Regions from separate parts of the Mus musculus genome. Here all the other regions are linked to region 1. The links are chromatin contacts, called in public promoter capture Hi-C maps. All regions are on one chromosome and are shown on one strand. Each heading gives the region's core, a stretch centred on a gene start, on an enhancer-like site or on the middle of the called end of the contact. The rest is flanking DNA. Distances are from core to core; before and after follow the strand shown.

Region 1 (2,551 bases), core at 14-2,513:
GCCTCCTGGAGACTTGCTCTTTGCTCTGGCCATGCTCCTGTCTGTGGCCTTTCAGGCCCAGATGGGCATAGTGCTCGATGAAGTCGCCTAGACAGTCCTTCAGCTCTGCTGCTACCGACAGGGAGAGGGTCAGTTTACTCTTTCTGATATTGTCCTGCCGGCCTCTCCCTATCCAGACTTCGGCTATCTTTAGGAAGCGGCCCCGGGAGCTCTGCTTCACGTCTAGGTAAAACCTCTTTTTCTGGATGTCCACACGTTTGGAGGCTAGCTCCTGGATTTCGGATGTGCCCCCAGACTGATTAGGGGTGGCTGACGCGGAGTAGTGGGGGTAGTGAGAATGCTGGGCCTGGGGATAGAGTCTACTCTTGCTTAGGCCAGGGCCCCCTACATTCTTGCCTCCGCGGCCACGGCCGCCGCCGCTGCCGCCGCCTCCCCTTCGCCTGGCTCTTTCCATCTTCAGCTGCAAGTGACAAACAGACACACGGGGTGGGATGGGGGAGGGGTGTTGAGAACAATCGCAGACGCCCCTGGGTCCGCACTGCCCCCGCTGCCGCCGCCCGGAACCCCTACTCTGGCCCGGCTCTCGCGCTCCGGCCTCGGCCGGCTCCGCACCGCGCACACAGCATCCCCTCTGCCGCCCCAGGCCTCCCGCTCCGATTCCCGTACGCTGCCAGCCGCCCAGCTCCGGCTCGGCAGCCCCGGGGGTCCCAGCCAGCCGACACTCACATCATCTCCGTCACCGATGCCCTTCACGACCACCGCCGCCGCCGCCGCCAGCTCTCGGCCCCTCCGCCGCCGCCCCCCGCCTCCTTCCCCGCCGCCGCCGCCGCCGCCGCGCGCTCTGCCCCCCGCCGGAGCAGCGGGGCAGGGGCATCGCCTGCGGCGCCCACCGCCGCCGCCGCGCCTCCTGCGGCCGCTGCCTGGATTCGGGCACCGGCCCGACGCCGCGGGGAGGGCGGGAGGGAGGCGGGGAGCTGCCTGAGGGGCCGGGCTTGGGACCCCGCCTCCCCAGCCGCGCTAGCGGAAAGACGGGGGACTCGGGCTCTGCCTCCGGGCGCGCCCTGACGGCAGACAGCGCGCGGGGACCCGGCGTGCGAGAGAGCCGGCAGGAGAGGTGGCGGGAGGGTTGTGATTTCCCGCGACTCACCCGCACCTGCGTTGAGACTACATTTCCCAGCGTGCCCAGCGGCCGTCAGCTCTGAGCATGCGTGCTGCGCGGGGTGGCTGCGGTGGGTGGGAGGGCGGCGCGGCTGGGAGAGGTTGGGCGGGGCCGCGGGCGGAGTGCAGGGAAGGGCAGTCGCCAGACCAGAAGTGCACCGAGGCGCCCGTTGGTATAAAGTTAGTAAATGTGAGGCCTCTCTCGATGCCTGGGTCCTGGGCTTTGGTTCTCAGTCCTCCATAAATCATCCTGCTGGAGGAGAAGACCCTTAGATCTGGCTCTTCTCAGGGTAACGTGCCTTCCCCGCTTTTGCCTCTCCCCTTTGCGTACCCTGGGCTATATCTACGCATCTCGGACGCTTGTTTCTCTCTCCCACGAGGCTTTCTCTTGGGGTTGTGTTGGGGAGATTCTTGGAAAGGGAGCCTTGCCTCCTTTCTCCTTCAGATCCCCTGGAAAGGGGCCTCGGAGCCACAGGCCTCCTCTGGTCCCGTCAGTGGGCTTTCCCGCCTCTTCCGCCCCAGCTGCTGTTTATAGCGCTTCGGAGGCAGAGGTAACTGAGTCCGGGGAGGCAACCGACTTTCCACTACTGAGCAAATTGTTTTGGACCTCTTAAGGTTAAGTCATTGTACTAATGAGCATTTGGTCTTGTTGAATATGACTCGTTCTCCCATAGACCTGATATGTAAAAACCTGGAGAGCAAAAAACTCTTTAGGATGCTAATCCAGAGTCCCCAAATAACAAATTTCAGCCTTATTTTTCCCTTTGGTTTTATTGAGACCCGGCTTCTCTTCTGTAGCCCCTCACACTTTTAGCCCAGGCTGTCCTCGAACTCAAGAGAGTACGGCCTACCCTGTCATGCCCTCTTGATCTTTTATTAGAGATTGTATGCAAAGCCTGCGGCGTATAGGGCAGTTTGGTACTCGATGTCGTTGTATACTAGTTGTCCCCTGTGTCTCCTCTTGCTTTGAGGATGGAACCCCAGACTGGGACCACTCACCTGCTTGATACAGCGCTCTTCAATTGAATGGCATCCCAGCTCTGCTAATTCAGCATATAATTGTTGAGCGCTGCTGAGATAACAAAATGAATGAAACAGAAAATTTACCCATTTTTGAGCTCACAATTTAGCGGAAAGAGATACACAAAATGCCAAGTGCAGTATTGACAAAGTGAAAATGAAAGAAAGACGGGTGAGGGCCAGTGGGTGTTGGGAGGTACAATTCCCAATAGGTCCTCACTGTGAAGGAAGTGTCTATGGGACAGGAAAGAAAGTGCAAGCCTGAAGGAGGCTGCTTGGAGTAAGAGTAACCTAGAAAGGCCTTTAGGGTAGAGAAAAGGGGCCTGCTCTTAGAGATCAGAGAGATTATGCAGGATTCATGACTATGTTAGGA
Region 2 (2,551 bases), core at 19-2,518, 2.3 Mb after region 1:
AGGAGCTTGGGAAGATGGGCTCCTACTCTGAGCCTCACAGCTGGAAGAGACTGCCTTTGAGGCTTGCCCTAGGACATTTGGGCAGAGAGACAACTGTGGAAGATCTCCATCCATGGTCACTTCCCGCTATGGTCTGGCATGTTAGGTGGGCTAACCTGCAGCATCTCCCCCATCCCCTCCAATTTCCTGTGCTTCCATCAGCCTTAGGGGCCTCAACTGAATGTCCAGCAATAAGAAGCCATCTTGACCCATGGCCTCACAGTGATCCCACCACACGCTCCCAGCTGGCCTAGCTTTCTCTTCTCTAAGGGTCAGTCTTTCAGAACACACCACAAACAGGGGCAGTGGGGTCATAGCTAATAAAGGATGAGTCTCTACTCAGGAGTTCAGGGACAGATAGGTTTTCAATGGTTTGTTTAGAAGAAGCCCAAAAATCCAGTACTACAATCGACACCACCACCACCACCACCACAACCACCCCTCAGCACCTACCTCTACTCCTGGGGCTCAAAGACCCATCCTTTCCCTCCAATAACCTCTCTCAGAATAGATTCTGCTGCCTAAGTGCTGGTGAAAGGCACGGAGACTGGCAGGAGAGAAGAAGCAGGTAGCCGCTGTCCTCTGGACTATTCCTCCTGGTGTAGAGGATTCAAGTTCAGGCTGGAATACACCCCTGGGCCTTTTCCAATCCCATTAACCCGCCACCAGAGGCCCTGGCCGCTGCCCCCCTCCCTCCGTCTGCTGTCGCGGTAGTAACAGGTTCGTGGCTGTCGCCTTAGCCTTGTGCCAACCCAGACAGCCTGGCGCAGCGGGGAAGCAGGGCACAGCGAGACGTGCGGCGATGCTCCTGTGAACCTGCCCGGCCCCGACTCTTGTCCCCGCACCCCACATGTCTCTACCTCCTGGTCGCAAGGGTCTCAGATCCCGAGGTGGCCTGCGGGCTCCCGCAGTCCGGTGCCCATGGCTCTTTCGCGGCCCCCGCCGCTGCGCCGCCGCCCCGGCGCGCAGGTGGATGGCAGCTATTTTTACGCCATGACACGCACATCGAAGCAGGTTCCTCTCGGTGTGCGCGCTGGTGACACCCAGGGACACCGTGTCACGCAGCGGTGGGAGCCGCCACACCGCAGCGACACAGCCCGCCCCTGTTTACAGCCCCGCGCAGGCCCGCAGCCCCGCCTCGCGTGCACGCCAGGGCTGCTGCCCTGTAGACCAATGGCAAAGCCTTGTTGCAAGCCTTTCCAGACAGGGTCTATATACACTGCTCGCTCTTCCCAGACAGAATTCATGAATTGCAGACGGCCTGCCCTACTCTTTTCTACGCGCTAGAGAACAATCCTCAGCTACCCTTACTATTAATAGCGTTTACCATATGCTAGGCACTTCACCTGTCTTAGGGGACTTTTATACGCATCAGAGGTGCATCAGACAGGCATCTTCATCTGCATTTGGGGAAGGGAAGATACTGAAGTACAGAGAGGCTAAGTCCAGGTCAGCAGCTAGGTATTGATAGAGCCAAGCATCCGAGGATGGTAATGAGACCCCCAAGTTCATGCTATGACTCTTCCAACCGTGCTGCCCATTCAAGGGAGTATGCACTTTGCATTTCAACCAGAAAGCCATTTCTGCATTTTACAACTGTACACTCAACCCAGCCCTGAAGAAATTAATCGTCATTTCTTTCTCACATGATGTCGTTCAGTGGTATCTGCTATCACCTGTTTCTCTATATGGTCAGCGTCAAGATCGTTAAGTATTCAGAGTCAAGAGTCAAGATCGGTGTTGCCTTTCCTAAGAGTCTCTTTCATTGCTTGTCTTTGTTAGGGTTTCTATTGCTGTGATGAAACATCCTGACCCCGAGGAAAGGGTTTATGTGGCTTATACTTCCATATCACTGTTCATCATCAAAGAAGTCAGGATAGGAACTCAAACAGGGCAAGAACCCCAAGAAAGGAGTTGATGCAGAGGCTATGGAGAGGCACCACTTACTGGCTTGCTTCTCATGGCTTGCTCAGCCTGCTTTCTTATAGAACCCAGGACCACCAGCCCAGAGATGGCTCCACCCACAATGAGCTTGGCTCTCCCCCATCAATCATTTATTAAGAAAATGCTCTACAGTCCTGTCTACAGCCTGGTCTTATGGAGACGTTTTCTCAGTAGAGATTCCCTCCTCTCAGATGACTTTAGCCTGTGTCAAGTTGACACAAAACGACCCCACACACTGCGTGGAGAGACCCAGGATGGGGAGTCCGAATGACTATGGTCAGATGGTGCGACTGAGAAGCAGGCAGAGCCCCAGCTACCTACAGGAAGGAAGCAGGAGTCAGGGAAGCAGAGGCAGGCTAGTTAGGAGATGGAGGTGGTGTCTACTGTGGTTGAGATTGGGAGCTGGGACAATCTGAGCTCAGAGAATAGATGAGGATGTAGTCTGTGAACCAAGGGAAGCATCATGAGACACAGCACCAAATACCCCAGTGTTGCAGACTGCCAGGTACCTCCCTAGGCTGCCGTCTGAGCCACCCACCGCTCCTCTCAAGAGGCAGGCTTCCATCTC
Region 3 (2,551 bases), core at 23-2,522, 2.1 Mb before region 1:
CATGACCAAGGCAACTCTTAGAAGGATAGCGTTTAATTGGGGCTGGCTTATAGGTTCAGAGGTTCAGTCCATTATCATCAAAGTGGGAGCATGGCACCATCCAGGCAGGCATGGTACAGGAGAAGCTGAGAGTTCAACATCTTGCTCCAAATGCAAACAGGAGAAGACTGACTTTCAGGCAGCCAGCATGAATGAGGGTCTTAAAGCTCATGCCCACAGTGACAGACTTCCTCCAACAAGGCCACATCTACTAATAGTGCCACTCCCTGGGCCAAGCATATTTAAACCACCACAAGTCTTTTCTATGGATACTATAAAACTTGGGTTTAAGACAAAGAATTGAAATCTTTTTATCTTCCTCCACCTTGTGAGACTTTTAATGAAAATGTTTCGATCCTTCAGATCCAGAAAAACTACTGTTTACTCAAAGAACTGCTCCTTTATTCCAATGGCCCCTTTCCCCATCCTCCACTTCCTGTGCACCAATTCTTTTCAGACTAGCCAATCAAATCAGGCTGTGAAACAACGGGACCTCAAATCAGGAGGAAGAGACACACACAGGCCACACCCTAAGTTAAAATAATCACCAAACACACTTCCTGACTTGTATGTATTCACTCTTCGAGCATACCCGCTTGATAAAGAGTAAAGTTCATCTTGCCCAGACACTTAAGTTGGAATGGTAGTTTCTTCCTTCGCCTCTCAAAAACACCCACATGGCAACTCCCATGTTGGGTTCTAACTCCAATCCCAGGGACAACGCTCTCTTCAGCCTCCCTGGGGTACTGCACACACGCGGTGCAGACATGCTCGCAGGTAAAACACCCATAAACACAAGGGGGGGGGGTGGAGACGAATGAAAATGATTTTTAAAAACGTCCCCAAATGCCAAACAGCATTGGAAAGGATGCAATCCTGTAGATTTCAGCGTTGTGGAATCTAGACCCTAGGAACGCATCTGCAGAAGGGCATACATAGACTACACTGGTCGTTGTCAAAGCAGCTTCTGCTACAGTGGGGGAAAAAAAGTAAATAGATTTTGAGTTACTGGGAGGAAAGACCTTAGAACTTGCAGCAAACACTAATTAGGGCAGCTTCACGCGCGCATCCCAGGCAACCGGCGCAGCACCATTTTCGAACCTGCGGGCTACCCACGCCCACTTCCCCAAATCGCTCGCCTCCCGGGCTCTCTCCCGCCGCCGTCCTACCGCGCGCGCGCGGGGAGAAAAAGGAGGGGACCCGCCCACTGCGCCTGCGCGGCGTGACAACGCCACACGCTCCCGGAAGTAGGAGGCGTCCGGCGGAGTTTGTGTGGCGGCCGCCGCGGGAACGTGAAGCGCGGTAGTTTTTCAAGGGAGAGAGCGAGGCGGCTTCCCGCGGGTCTCGGTGGACCGACAGTGAGCGTCCGCGGCCGTCTCGCGGCCCGCGAGAGGCGGCATGGAGGACGAGCGGGGCCGGGAGCGTGGCGGCGACGCGGCGCAGCAGAAGACGCCGCGGCCGGAGTGTGAGGAGTCCCGGCCGCTGAGCGTGGAGGTGAGGTCGGGAGCTCGCGCGCGCGTGCGGGGCGGCCTCGCTCGCTCCCCTGCTCCGTCCTAGTCGGGGCGAGCATCGTCGGCCTCGAGAGGGAGGAGGTCAGGCGGGAAGTTCCGAGTGAGAATTCCGCGTAAACATTCGGCGCGCGCGGGCGCACTGCCGTTCCATCAGCCCCGTGGCGCTGATTGGCTGGGTTCTCTCCAGCGCCCACCCTCCCCGCCAGATGCGGCGGCAAGCCTTTCGGGGTGCTCGGACAGCCCGTGTCTTCCCAGCCCCAGACGGCCCACTGCCCTCTGCACCCCGAGGTGCATCTGTTCCCGAGAGGACCCTCCCCCGGTCTTTCCCCGTCCCCTACTGTCTCGCCCAGAACCCTGCCACGACCGGCTTTCTAAGTGATTTGCTACTTCCTCACGGCATGGGCAAGATCAGGAGATGATCCCCGGACTTCTGTTTTTCATCTTGATGAATTAGTGTTGGCTAGCGCCGCGGGTTGTGAGCGAGATGCTAAATTCTGTCGCTTTTTCGTAAGAGGAGTTGAGTACTGACACCCAGGTTATTCATTCATTGGCAGGGTAGAGAGATAGATGGCTTGGGTGTGAAAGGCTAGGCTCAAAAACCAAAATGTCAGAAGGTGGGTATTCCATAGAGGCGTCCCAATGCCTTTATTCTTTCCATTTACACCTTCGTGTAGTAGCCAGAATAGCCTTTTAAATATTATTTTTTAAAATGTGTGTGTGTGCGCAGGTGCCTCTGAAGACCAGGAAAGGAGGTATGGGTCTTGGGGAAGAGCAGAGTTTGTTCTTCATGGTTAAGCTGTCTATCAGGCCTCTAGAGTTTCCTTTTGACAGTCTGTGCCGAGGTTGCGCTGCGCATTCCGTGCCTTCTTCAGTTTGCCCCTCTGCTCAGTTCATATACACATCTTCGTCCACTCTGGCTTCCTTGTGTTCTTTTATCGTGGAGTGTTTTGTAACGTAAGGATCTTGTGCTCCTCTTGTCCGGAGCATGCTTCTCTGGATCT

The links. Promoter capture Hi-C pulls out the DNA fragments that hold promoters and counts their contacts. Capture Hi-C pulls out chosen DNA fragments and counts their contacts.
Region 2: a contact with region 1 is called in a promoter capture Hi-C map of embryonic stem cells, with 3 times the contacts expected there. The contact joins the promoter of Dusp26 here to the promoter of Wrn in region 1. A contact is called at or near these places in 4 of 39 promoter capture datasets (the C10 cell line, embryonic stem cells, hippocampal neurons and 1 more) and 2 of 115 datasets of contacts at active chromatin or transcription factors (astrocytes and large pre-B cells).
Region 3: a contact with region 1 is called in a promoter capture Hi-C map of liver, with 4 times the contacts expected there. The contact joins the promoter of Eri1 here to the promoter of Wrn in region 1. A contact is called at or near these places in 2 of 39 promoter capture datasets (the C10 cell line and pre-B cells) and 1 of 9 other capture datasets (liver).

What each region holds. Positions count from the first base shown.
Region 1 is chr8:33,384,239-33,386,789 of GRCm38.p6, reverse strand. It overlaps Wrn (Werner syndrome RecQ like helicase), which reads left to right and starts at 1,263. Exons shown (of 34, transcript NM_011721.4): 1 at 1,263-1,448. Purg (purine-rich element binding protein G) reads right to left here and starts at 948. Exons shown (of 2, transcript NM_001382855.1): 1 at 727-948; 2 at 1-460. The coding sequence starts at 454.
Region 2 is chr8:31,088,244-31,090,794 of GRCm38.p6, reverse strand. Dusp26 (dual specificity phosphatase 26 (putative)) reads right to left here and starts at 1,268. Exons shown (of 5, transcript NM_025869.4): 1 at 900-1,268; 2 at 493-635.
Region 3 is chr8:35,494,254-35,496,804 of GRCm38.p6, reverse strand. It overlaps Eri1 (exoribonuclease 1), which reads left to right and starts at 1,272. Exons shown (of 7, transcript NM_026067.3): 1 at 1,272-1,533. The coding sequence starts at 1,438. Gm51568 (a long non-coding RNA gene) reads right to left here and starts at 1,279. Exons shown (of 2, transcript XR_003947532.1): 1 at 1-1,279.